2 separate regions of the Mus musculus genome follow, and region 2 is linked to region 1. A link is a contact called in public Micro-C data. All regions are on one chromosome and are shown on one strand. Each heading gives the region's core, a stretch centred on a gene start, on an enhancer-like site or on the middle of the called end of the contact. The rest is flanking DNA. Distances are from core to core; before and after follow the strand shown. Region 1 overlaps Zmat3 (zinc finger matrin type 3). Region 2 overlaps Pik3ca (phosphatidylinositol-4,5-bisphosphate 3-kinase catalytic subunit alpha).

Region 1 (4,345 bases), core at 1,291-3,790:
TAACCGAACACTTCCTTTTGTGCCCTTAGAAGGACTGTGTTTATTTTTTACCAACTAGAATTTTAGTTTTAGACATTTCACAGTTCTCTTAACACAGAGATATTCCTGTGGGTATTTGTTGTTTTTGTGATGTTCCATGTAGCTCAGGTGAGTCACTTCTACTATGTAGCCAAGGCTGACCTTGAACTCCCCCGATCCTCCTGCCTCCACCTCCTGGTGCTGGGATTACAGGCATGTACCACCATGCCAAGCTATATAAATTGTAGTTCTAATTGAGTCCAAAGCAATTGCTAAAATCTCACTGCACTGTTGAGCACCAACTCATGCAGGGTCTGTCTGATTGTTTTTGTCTTTAAATGGCTTTTATGACCACTCTGGCTACGTAAGTGGTCACGTGACCCCCCCTCCCCCCACCCCTTCGTGAAAATGGTGTTCTCCATCACTGACCCCTCTCATGCACTCTCTACCTGATGCTTTTTTTGTTGGTTTTAAGAAATGACTCCATAAGTCAGGGTGAGCGATACTGTCTTAGGCAGGGCAAAGCCCTCTCGGGAGCAAACCCTCCTGGACGTGGCTGGTCGTTGTTCTGCCTTCTTTCAGTATCTGATCACCCACCAAAGGTTCTGTAAGCCAGTGTGTCACTTTGTAAGTCTCACGTTGACTCTGCTCACCTGTGGCCCCCCACCCCCCACCCCCAGTCAACTGTAGTGACCTGGCATGGGTTTTGTGTGTTGCCTTCGAAATGCCTTATTGGGTATGCCAGGCTACTCTGTCAAGCATCCCAGCTGTCTGCTGAGACATACATGTCCTCTCTGGGGTATGTGCTCTTGATCCAGAAGCAAAGCTGATCTTGCTTTCAGTGTCAAGGGTGCGTTTTAATTCAGTTATTGTCTTAAGTTAGAAGTGAAGCAGGAAGCCGAGAGAATGTGAACCTTTCACGTGATCAGTGTGGCAAACCGAAAATGTGCTTTTGCTGTTTCACTAGAAAGAACGCAGCTAAGAAATGCCAGTCCAAACCGGAAAGTGGGGCTGTGTCATATCACGCTCCCCACTTGTCACTTGGCCGTTGAGTGTCTGAGCAGGCCACCGGGCAGTGGGCCAGTCTATGTTCTGGGGCTACAGAGCTGACTGACGTCACAGGATTCAAACCAATCAACTGTGAATTGTGAAATTGAAATTGCTCTTTTGGTTTTTATTTCCTTCAGCCTAATAAATACAGAAGTCTGAATGTTATTTAAGCTTAGACCACTTACGTTGGCTCATCTTGGCTGTGTATTCTCATGTATGTACTGATTTCTGATAAAGGCTTGATGACATTGTAACGGGCTTTTTGTGTTCAGTTCAATAAAACAGTTTCTGAGTCTTGTCTCAAAAGCGTTCGGTTCTGAGTCGGGAGGAAGTTAGCATCAGTGATTAGCACCCAGCTGTCATCCCCATACTTCAGGTGGGATGTGCGCTCCCAGTTCACAGCGGTATGTGGTCTACTGTGTGCTTTCCAAGGCTTAGAATACTGAATTTGAGGACTTGCTGTGGAGTTGGCCTAGCTACCCATCCACCTCCGACTCTTCCTTCCCAGCTAACCTGGGACCGGGGTGTATTCTGTTTTGTGATACCTTCTGATATTTATGTTCTCTTCAAATTCTGAGAGAATGAACCCAGAAGAATGACAACTCCTGCTCCTGGAAAGAAACACATCAGAGAGCAGACGCTCACTCATCTCTTGGGCATTCCACCTATGAAATGGGGTTATGGACATAGTCACTGGAATGCAGTCCTCACAGAGTCTTTGGAGTGCTGTGGAGTGCATGCATCATGCTTTGAATTTAAATGTCTGTTTGAAAAGTAGGTTGTAAGTTTTAAGATGGGATGAGGAGGGCCATCAGAGGTGCCTAAGTCCCAGGAGCCTTGCAGGTTTCCTTGCTCTAGGTTTTCCCAGATGGGGACCTTGGCCCTCAGTCCAAGGTCATGCCCCAGCCTATGCCTCACAGCTGCCTGTAAGACCACACCGGACATTCCCAGGCCACTGGTGACCTGATAGGAGAGTGTGAAGGCCGCACCCAGTGTTTGTGAAGAGCTTTAAGACTTGTCTTTTGAGCTCAGGGCACAAAAATTTATCCTATTTGTGGGATACTCAAACTATTGAGAACTTAGAAATGAAGACAGTTTATTGCAGTGCAATGAGAGTGTTAATAGGACCGAGACAAAAAATCTTAATATAAATGTGTCTAACACACGTGTAACCCCCTAACATACATGAGATGTGTACTTGGCCCTGGAATGTACCTGGCCCTGGAATCTACCTCTGCGACCAGAGGTAGACCTGCCTTTGGAAGAGAGAGAAGCTGGTAAGTTAGGCTTGCCATTTGGGTTTTTAGGTATGTAATTAGAACTTCAAATGTATTTTGGACGGCAGCCTTCCCTCCAGACAAGAACAAGATGGCTTTCATATTAGCTTCATTATCTAATCCTTGTTTGCCAGAGGCTCCTTTGCTCTGATTTTCATAACAGTTCACTGGGTTATAGACTTGGCCCATAGGTATTTAGCGCCACCGTGTGGACTCTTCAAAGCTTGCATCTAGCCATTGTGAGGAGCTTAAAGTCAGGATTTAGGTTTAAGAAAATGTGGAGGATATGCGTTTTACTGGTAAGTGCAGCAAAACATAGGTTCATTTGAAAATTCAGACATAGTGTCTTCAATAACTATTGGTGAATGTTTCCCTTGATAAAGCTGCTAGAGTAATTATTGTGGCGAATGCCTATTTTATTTTAAACAAATACAGTTCTTTCAGAATGCCTGTTTTATTTAAAAACCAAACCAGACAACCCCCTCACTCCACATTTTGCTGCATGTGGACAAGAAGAACAGACCTGAGAATGAAGTGATCGTAAGTGCAAGTCTCTACACCGGGAGCAAGGAATTAGATCCTCAAAAAAAAAAAAAAAAAAAAAAAAGACTGGGGAAGTGAGAAAAACAATGAAATAAAGGCACAGCGTGTGAGAGTGAGTCACTGGGACAGCATAAAAACCAAGTTTGAAGCTCTAAGCTTTTCCTGAATGTGATGTGTTTGGGGCAGGGGCAGAATAGTTTCTGTACAGTGAGTTGCAGCTCAGGAGACAGGACATTTGGAAAAGGCTGGTGCTAATGCCCAGTGCTCACTGTCTCGAGGCCGGCCTGGTCGAGAGTTCCTTCCATCCCTTCCTTTGTACTGTAGGTCATTTAGAGGAGTATCTTAAAAATGACTTTCTCTTTTATCTTTTTGACAAGCTAGATCCTGAACTCACTCTGTTTTCCCATCCCTTAAGCTGTTTTCCCATCCCTTGAGCTGTCAGTTACTCTAGTTCTTTAGTTTCTGGAGCTGGTCTGTTTGCCCTTTTTGGTGACACCAGTGTGTCATGACAAACAGCCAGCAGTGTGGCTTGACCTTTGAGTGTGTATTCTCTTACATGATAACCCATTTTTTTAGTTTGGGGAATTATTCTGACTTTTAAAGTTAAGGACTTAAGTGAGTAACTCGTGCATAAAAGAATGGGTTGCTGTAATCATTTTTAAGGTGGCATCAGATCCGCTTACTTTGTTGTGTAGCCATGACCACCATCCCGCCCCTCAGTGGTTCTCATCTGCCCAGTCTGAAACGTCATCAAGCACGACCTTCCGTTTTCCCCTCCCCAGGGCCTGGTGGCCACCATTCTGCCCTCTGAGCTTATGAAGCTGACTACCTGAGGAGTCTTACAGCAGGGGAAGTCTGTCGCTCCCTGCCTTATTCGTCTTACTTCTCTAAGCATAAGGTTCTCTCAGCACTGGACTACATGCCAAAATTGCCTTCATAGTACTCCGTTGCATGTAGAGGTACATAGAGCTTACCCATCATCCATCAGTGGGCATTTTGGTTCCTTCTGTTTACCCTTGGCTATTATAAATGACAGTTCTAAGCATATGAGTGTATGAAGGTATATATAAGTCTGTGGGACTGTGATAGGCAGCCTATTTTGGTTGAATAGGGCTTGCTCAGGTGACCCAATAGAGAAATCTACTAGGGATGGAAAGTGGAGCCACATTCCCAGAATCAGGTGCCTGTCCATAATTCTGTGACTACCAGTCAGGTAATGTCCCAAGCTTCTGACATTCTGGCTAGACTCCACCCCCACAGTTACCTGACTATAGCCAGGTATGCTCCCCTCCCCCCCCTACAGTTACCTGGCAACTACAAGATAGCCCAGCCCACTATAAGAGGGGCTGCTTGGCCCCTCCTCGCTCTCTTAAGCTCTCACCTTTCTTATTCTCTAGCCCTCCTTCTCTTTATCCTTTACCCCCTCTCTCCACGTGGCCATGGCCAGCCTCTCTCTT
Region 2 (4,575 bases), core at 1,124-3,623, 100 kb before region 1:
AGTTAGCAGAGCTACAAGCCTGTAGCACTATGCATGAAATACAGAGACCTTCCTTTTCCAAGATAAGCTGGTATCAGGTGTTACTTCAAACTCCTGAAGCTAGAGGAACAGTTCACAAAGACATTAAAAGCTCTGCTATGAGATGTCAACATTTTCACTTAATGGGATTAAATAAAGACTATAAAAAAGATCCTCTTTAATTCCTATCACTGTTTTACTAAACAGACTCTAAAAAGAATTGACTTTAAGAAGCCTACAATTATGTGTATTCTAATTATAGACAGAACCATAGCTGTGTGAAAGGGAAGGCAGGTATACCTCAAACAGAATTCATGAATTGTTTCTATTTTCTGAGATTTGTGTTTTTCTAGTCACTTGAAAAACTACAGAGGTCAACAGTTTGTACTGTGCTCCACAGAGGCTAATTACAAAAAGACTTCCACAGAGCAAACCTCAGCATTGGCCTTACCTTATCAATGTCTCGAATATTTACATTTACATAGGTTGCACAAAGAATTTTTATTCTGAGCGCACTATTTATGACCCAGAGGGATTTCGTAGATGTCTCTCCATTCATGTAGGGTGTGGCTGTGGAGATGCGCCTGGAGTATGACGGCATGGTGAAGCTATCAATCGGCAGCTGAGAGTATAGGCTTTCTTTGGCCATCAGCATCAAGTTGGGCATCCTCCCCAGCATTATACAGCTTCTTATGTACTGTAAGAGATCACAGAGGGAGGGACTTCACATAAGGCACTTCATTCCTATGACAGCATGTAGGAATATTATGAATATTTACACATTGATTTACAAAGGTGGTTTTAAAAATTAAACATAGACCACACTTGATAGTAGCTGTTTATAATGCAGTTAGAACCTCTGAATATATTTATATAAAATAAAAAAATTAGGGCCAACTTCTGATACTATTATTTTACTCTTAAACTGCAAAACACTACAACAGTATCAGAAGTGATCACTGTAATAGAAAAGCAGCTTCCTTTGGTAAGCCTGACAGTGCATGTCAACCCTGACAGCTAAGCCTTTCTCAGGGTCAAACCCCACCCTACTCCCTCCAAGTAGTTCCTGAGGAACATTTACTGAATTGAAACAATGAAGCCCCATAAACAAACTGGTATGGTTACCTACACTGGTAATTCTAGCACTTGGGAAGTGACTGGAAGAAGATGAAGGCTTAAGGTCATTTCTAGCTACTACATGACCAGTTTGAAGCCAGCCTGGGGTATATAAGACTCTGTCTTAGACAAACAAAATCCCAAACAATAAAAATAATAAGTAACAAGACTCAGAATAACAGAGTTATTTTTTAAAATGTTAAAACGGGTGGGTCTCCCTTTTGAAACAGCAGGCTGTACTTCTGCACAGAGTTCAAGGTCAGACATGTTCCTCAGTCACTGTCTGCTTCATGGAGAGAGGATCATTTCCTGAATAGGGAGCTCCCAAGGCCAGGCTGACCGGGCACAGAGCTTCAGAGATCCTCAGACACAGGCTGCCGGCCATGCCTGGCTTTCATGAGGTGCTGGGGTCCAAATACAGTTCCTCCTCACACTTATACACAAACACTTTACCAACTGCTCAATCTTCCCACGCCTAAGAGAGCCCTAGTACATATGTGTACATGTGTCCTTGTATGCATGTCACAGAGAGTGCATAGAGTTCACAAAGCTGGCTCTCACTTTCCACCATGAGTCCCAGGGATGTGACTCAGGTTATTAGGCTGGGTAGTAACAAGTGCCTTTATGCACTAAGCCATCTTGCTGGCCCCTACACATGGATTTTTAGCCTATGTTACTGTATATACATCATAACTCCCTATTTTCCCACTTATCACCAACTAAAGGCCACTGTCTCTCTTATTAAACAGTAACTGGTGTGTGTATGCTACCACTGCTTCTCAGCTGGATTTATTCAGTGACCAGAGAAAGAGAGGAAGAAGGTTAGTAGTAAATGTAATAAACCAAGATTCTATTTTAATGTTGTCCCCACATCCTTTGTAGGAGCAGGTAGGTCATGAAATGAGTATTTTGTGGTTAGTGTAACTGCTATGTCTTCCAACTCTAAAATAATTGCATTATTTAAACATAAACATAAATAGACAAGGGACTGGCTGAAATTCACTCATCCCAAAGGGGGTGAATATGAGCCAACACATAAAATACACATATGTCATAAATATAGCTCAGTGGTACAAGACTTGGCTGGCATTCACTATCAGTATTAAGCAAAATTCAAGTATACTAATAAAAATAAGCTTACAAGTGGTACTTCCTAAAATGAATATTCATCATCCGAACGCTGTGCCATGCAGCTCTGGTGTGGTGCCGTCACTCACCTTGTACTGACTCAGAGGGTACTTTTCCAGGAAGTATTCGTCACAGCCACACACTTTCAGAATATACTTGCCCTGATATTCTAAGACACAGAGTTTCAGCTGCTCAGAGGACAACAACATGCTCCGAGTCTTTTTCCTGATGGCTTCAGCAATGACTTGCTCTGGCACACAGTCATGATTGATCTTCAGAGTGTACTTCTGCTTGTCGTTGTTTGGAGAGACTATTACCCAAATCACCACTATGATTTGTCCTGTAACCAAAAAACACCGTTAGGTGCATCGCTGTGTCTATTTCATTTCTCTGAAGACAAGTTTCGAGAAGTGTTCACTGTTCCGCTAAGCACAACCAGAAACCATATCTAGTTAATCCAAATAGAGGTAAAGATCTGTCTAAAGACACAACATCCAAGGCTCCTTTTTGAGTGGATCACAAGGACCCATGGCTGAGCTTAACGCCACATTAAACTTTAAAAGGAGAATCAGCTCTAATTCTGTTAGTATTCTATGCAACAGTGAATTCTAAACTCAGTTCTTGAGTGTCAGTGAGATAAGCATTTACCAAGGGGTGAGTCAGTAAGAAGGAGTGACTGCTATCCAGAAGTCATTACTCCACACTCAGCTCTCAGGGTGCAGGAGCCCTTCCTTGTCTTAGGCGCATGATCCAGCTACCAAAAGGCAACCGTGCAGCAATCAGCACAGCTACAGCAACACAAGGTCCGCTGCGGGGACCGCCTCCTTACCTTTATCTAACTTGTTGTAGATGTGCTTTGGCAGTTCTGGGGAAGACTCGACATTTGGAGGGTAGACATACATTGCTCTGCTATGAGGCGAGTTGAGATCCCGCAGGTCCACAGCTTCTTTGCAAACATTCAGAATGTTCCTTCGAAAGTCTTGGACTTCTGGATCTTTAACCATATCAAATTCACACACTGGCATGCCAATAACAAAACCTAAAAAAATAGGATGTTTATAAACAATGTAGGGCAGAAGTGGTTTTTACAAACGGAGAACTACACACATTTAGAAAAGCACAAAAGAAAGTTTCTATGAATTAAAAAAATGTTTTGATAAATCCATTTTTAAGAGGACAGCCAAGGCTACACAGAGAAACCCTGTCTTGAAAAACCAAAAGAAAAAAAGAAAAGAAAAAAGGAGTTGGCCTCAAGCATTTTAATTATATGCATTGTCCATATATCCATTAATATTATGATAGGACCTTTATCAACTTTTTCTGAGTAATAAAACTTGGCTAATAAGAAATCTAAGTCCTCCTACTAATTGTTTCCCTTAAGTAAAACCCTACAGGATATCAAAGCGTTACGAAGTTCTATAGCTCAGTAGTAAAAAACCATAAAAACAAAAACCCTACTTTATATTTTTAAATAGAAATCTACTCAAAGATTACAAAGGTAATAATTCAAAGTATCTTAAGAATAAAATAAAGAGGAGGCATCATAGTTATTTGCAGTTTAGCAATGACAGTGTCAATTAGCTGAAAATTATATCATACCAATTTCTCGATTGAGGATCTTTTCTTCACGGTTGCCTACTGGTTCAATAACTTTTAAAAAGGGTTGAAAAAGCCGAAGGTCACAAAGTCGTCTTGTTTCATCAAAAAATTCTTCCCTTTCTGCTTCTTGGGTGACACTTACGAAAATGTAAGAAGTTTCGTCTTGCAGAAGCTGATGGAGAGGGTATTTCCTGGCCTCTCTGAACAGTTCATGTTTGATGGTGACGAGTGTGGCCTCACGGAGGCATTCTAAAGTCACTATCATTCCATTGGGGAGTAAACATTCCACTAGGATTCGTGGGGGCATCAAGTGGATGCCCCACAGTTCACCCGAAGATGGTCGTGGAGGCATTGCTCTGACCCTCTGCAAACTTTACATAGAAAACCGCCTTATGGAGTCAGAATCACGACTGTCTCCAAACAGTGCCCTGAACAAAAGAAGAAAACCACCTGTTAGAGAGAAGCAATTGCTGATCACACACTGACGACAGCACTGAGAAGTGCAAATGGTCACAACTTGTTGTCTGACTAATCAGAGCAGTAATAACTTATGTGTTTTAATCTAGATGGTTGCTCTAAACTAGGCTACACAGATTTTATTACAGAAGACAGTAGAAAAATAACCTGCATTTAATTAGATTTAATGAAAATTTAAAAATATTGAATAGGTTTTCTAAGCTGGGTCTCACAAAAACAAGCAATGGGAAGAATGAA

The links. A called contact is a pair of places that touch in the nucleus more often than the background predicts.
Region 2: a Micro-C map of granulosa cells shows a contact between it and region 1, with 2.0 times the contacts expected there. The contact joins two enhancer-like sites. A contact is called at or near these places in 3 of 39 promoter capture datasets (the C10 cell line, hippocampal neurons and macrophages), 35 of 484 Hi-C or Micro-C datasets (the AML12 cell line, B cells, CD4 T cells and 26 more), 6 of 115 datasets of contacts at active chromatin or transcription factors (CD8 T cells, astrocytes, bone marrow-derived dendritic cells and 3 more) and 3 of 9 other capture datasets (adipose tissue, liver and pancreatic islet).

Annotation. Positions count from the first base shown.
Region 1 is chr3:32,331,821-32,336,165 of GRCm38.p6, reverse strand. It overlaps Zmat3 (zinc finger matrin type 3), which reads left to right. Exons shown (of 6, transcript NM_009517.2): 6 at 1-1,374. Among named protein-coding and RNA genes, the nearest start is that of Gm42201, 7.7 kb to the right of the region's middle. Within about 2 kb of position 2,540, at least 30 of the 459 cell types and tissues checked have an H3K27ac peak or open chromatin away from gene starts, as enhancers often do. A contact at or near this core is called in granulosa cells, where this site is marked.
Region 2 is chr3:32,435,844-32,440,418 of GRCm38.p6, reverse strand. It overlaps Pik3ca (phosphatidylinositol-4,5-bisphosphate 3-kinase catalytic subunit alpha), which reads right to left. Exons shown (of 21, transcript NM_008839.3): 2 at 3,862-4,289; 3 at 3,092-3,301; 4 at 2,352-2,602; 5 at 470-715. The coding sequence starts at 4,213. Among named protein-coding and RNA genes, the nearest start is that of Pik3ca, 41 kb to the right of the region's middle. Within about 2 kb of position 2,373, at least 20 of the 459 cell types and tissues checked have an H3K27ac peak or open chromatin away from gene starts, as enhancers often do. A contact at or near this core is called in granulosa cells, where this site is marked.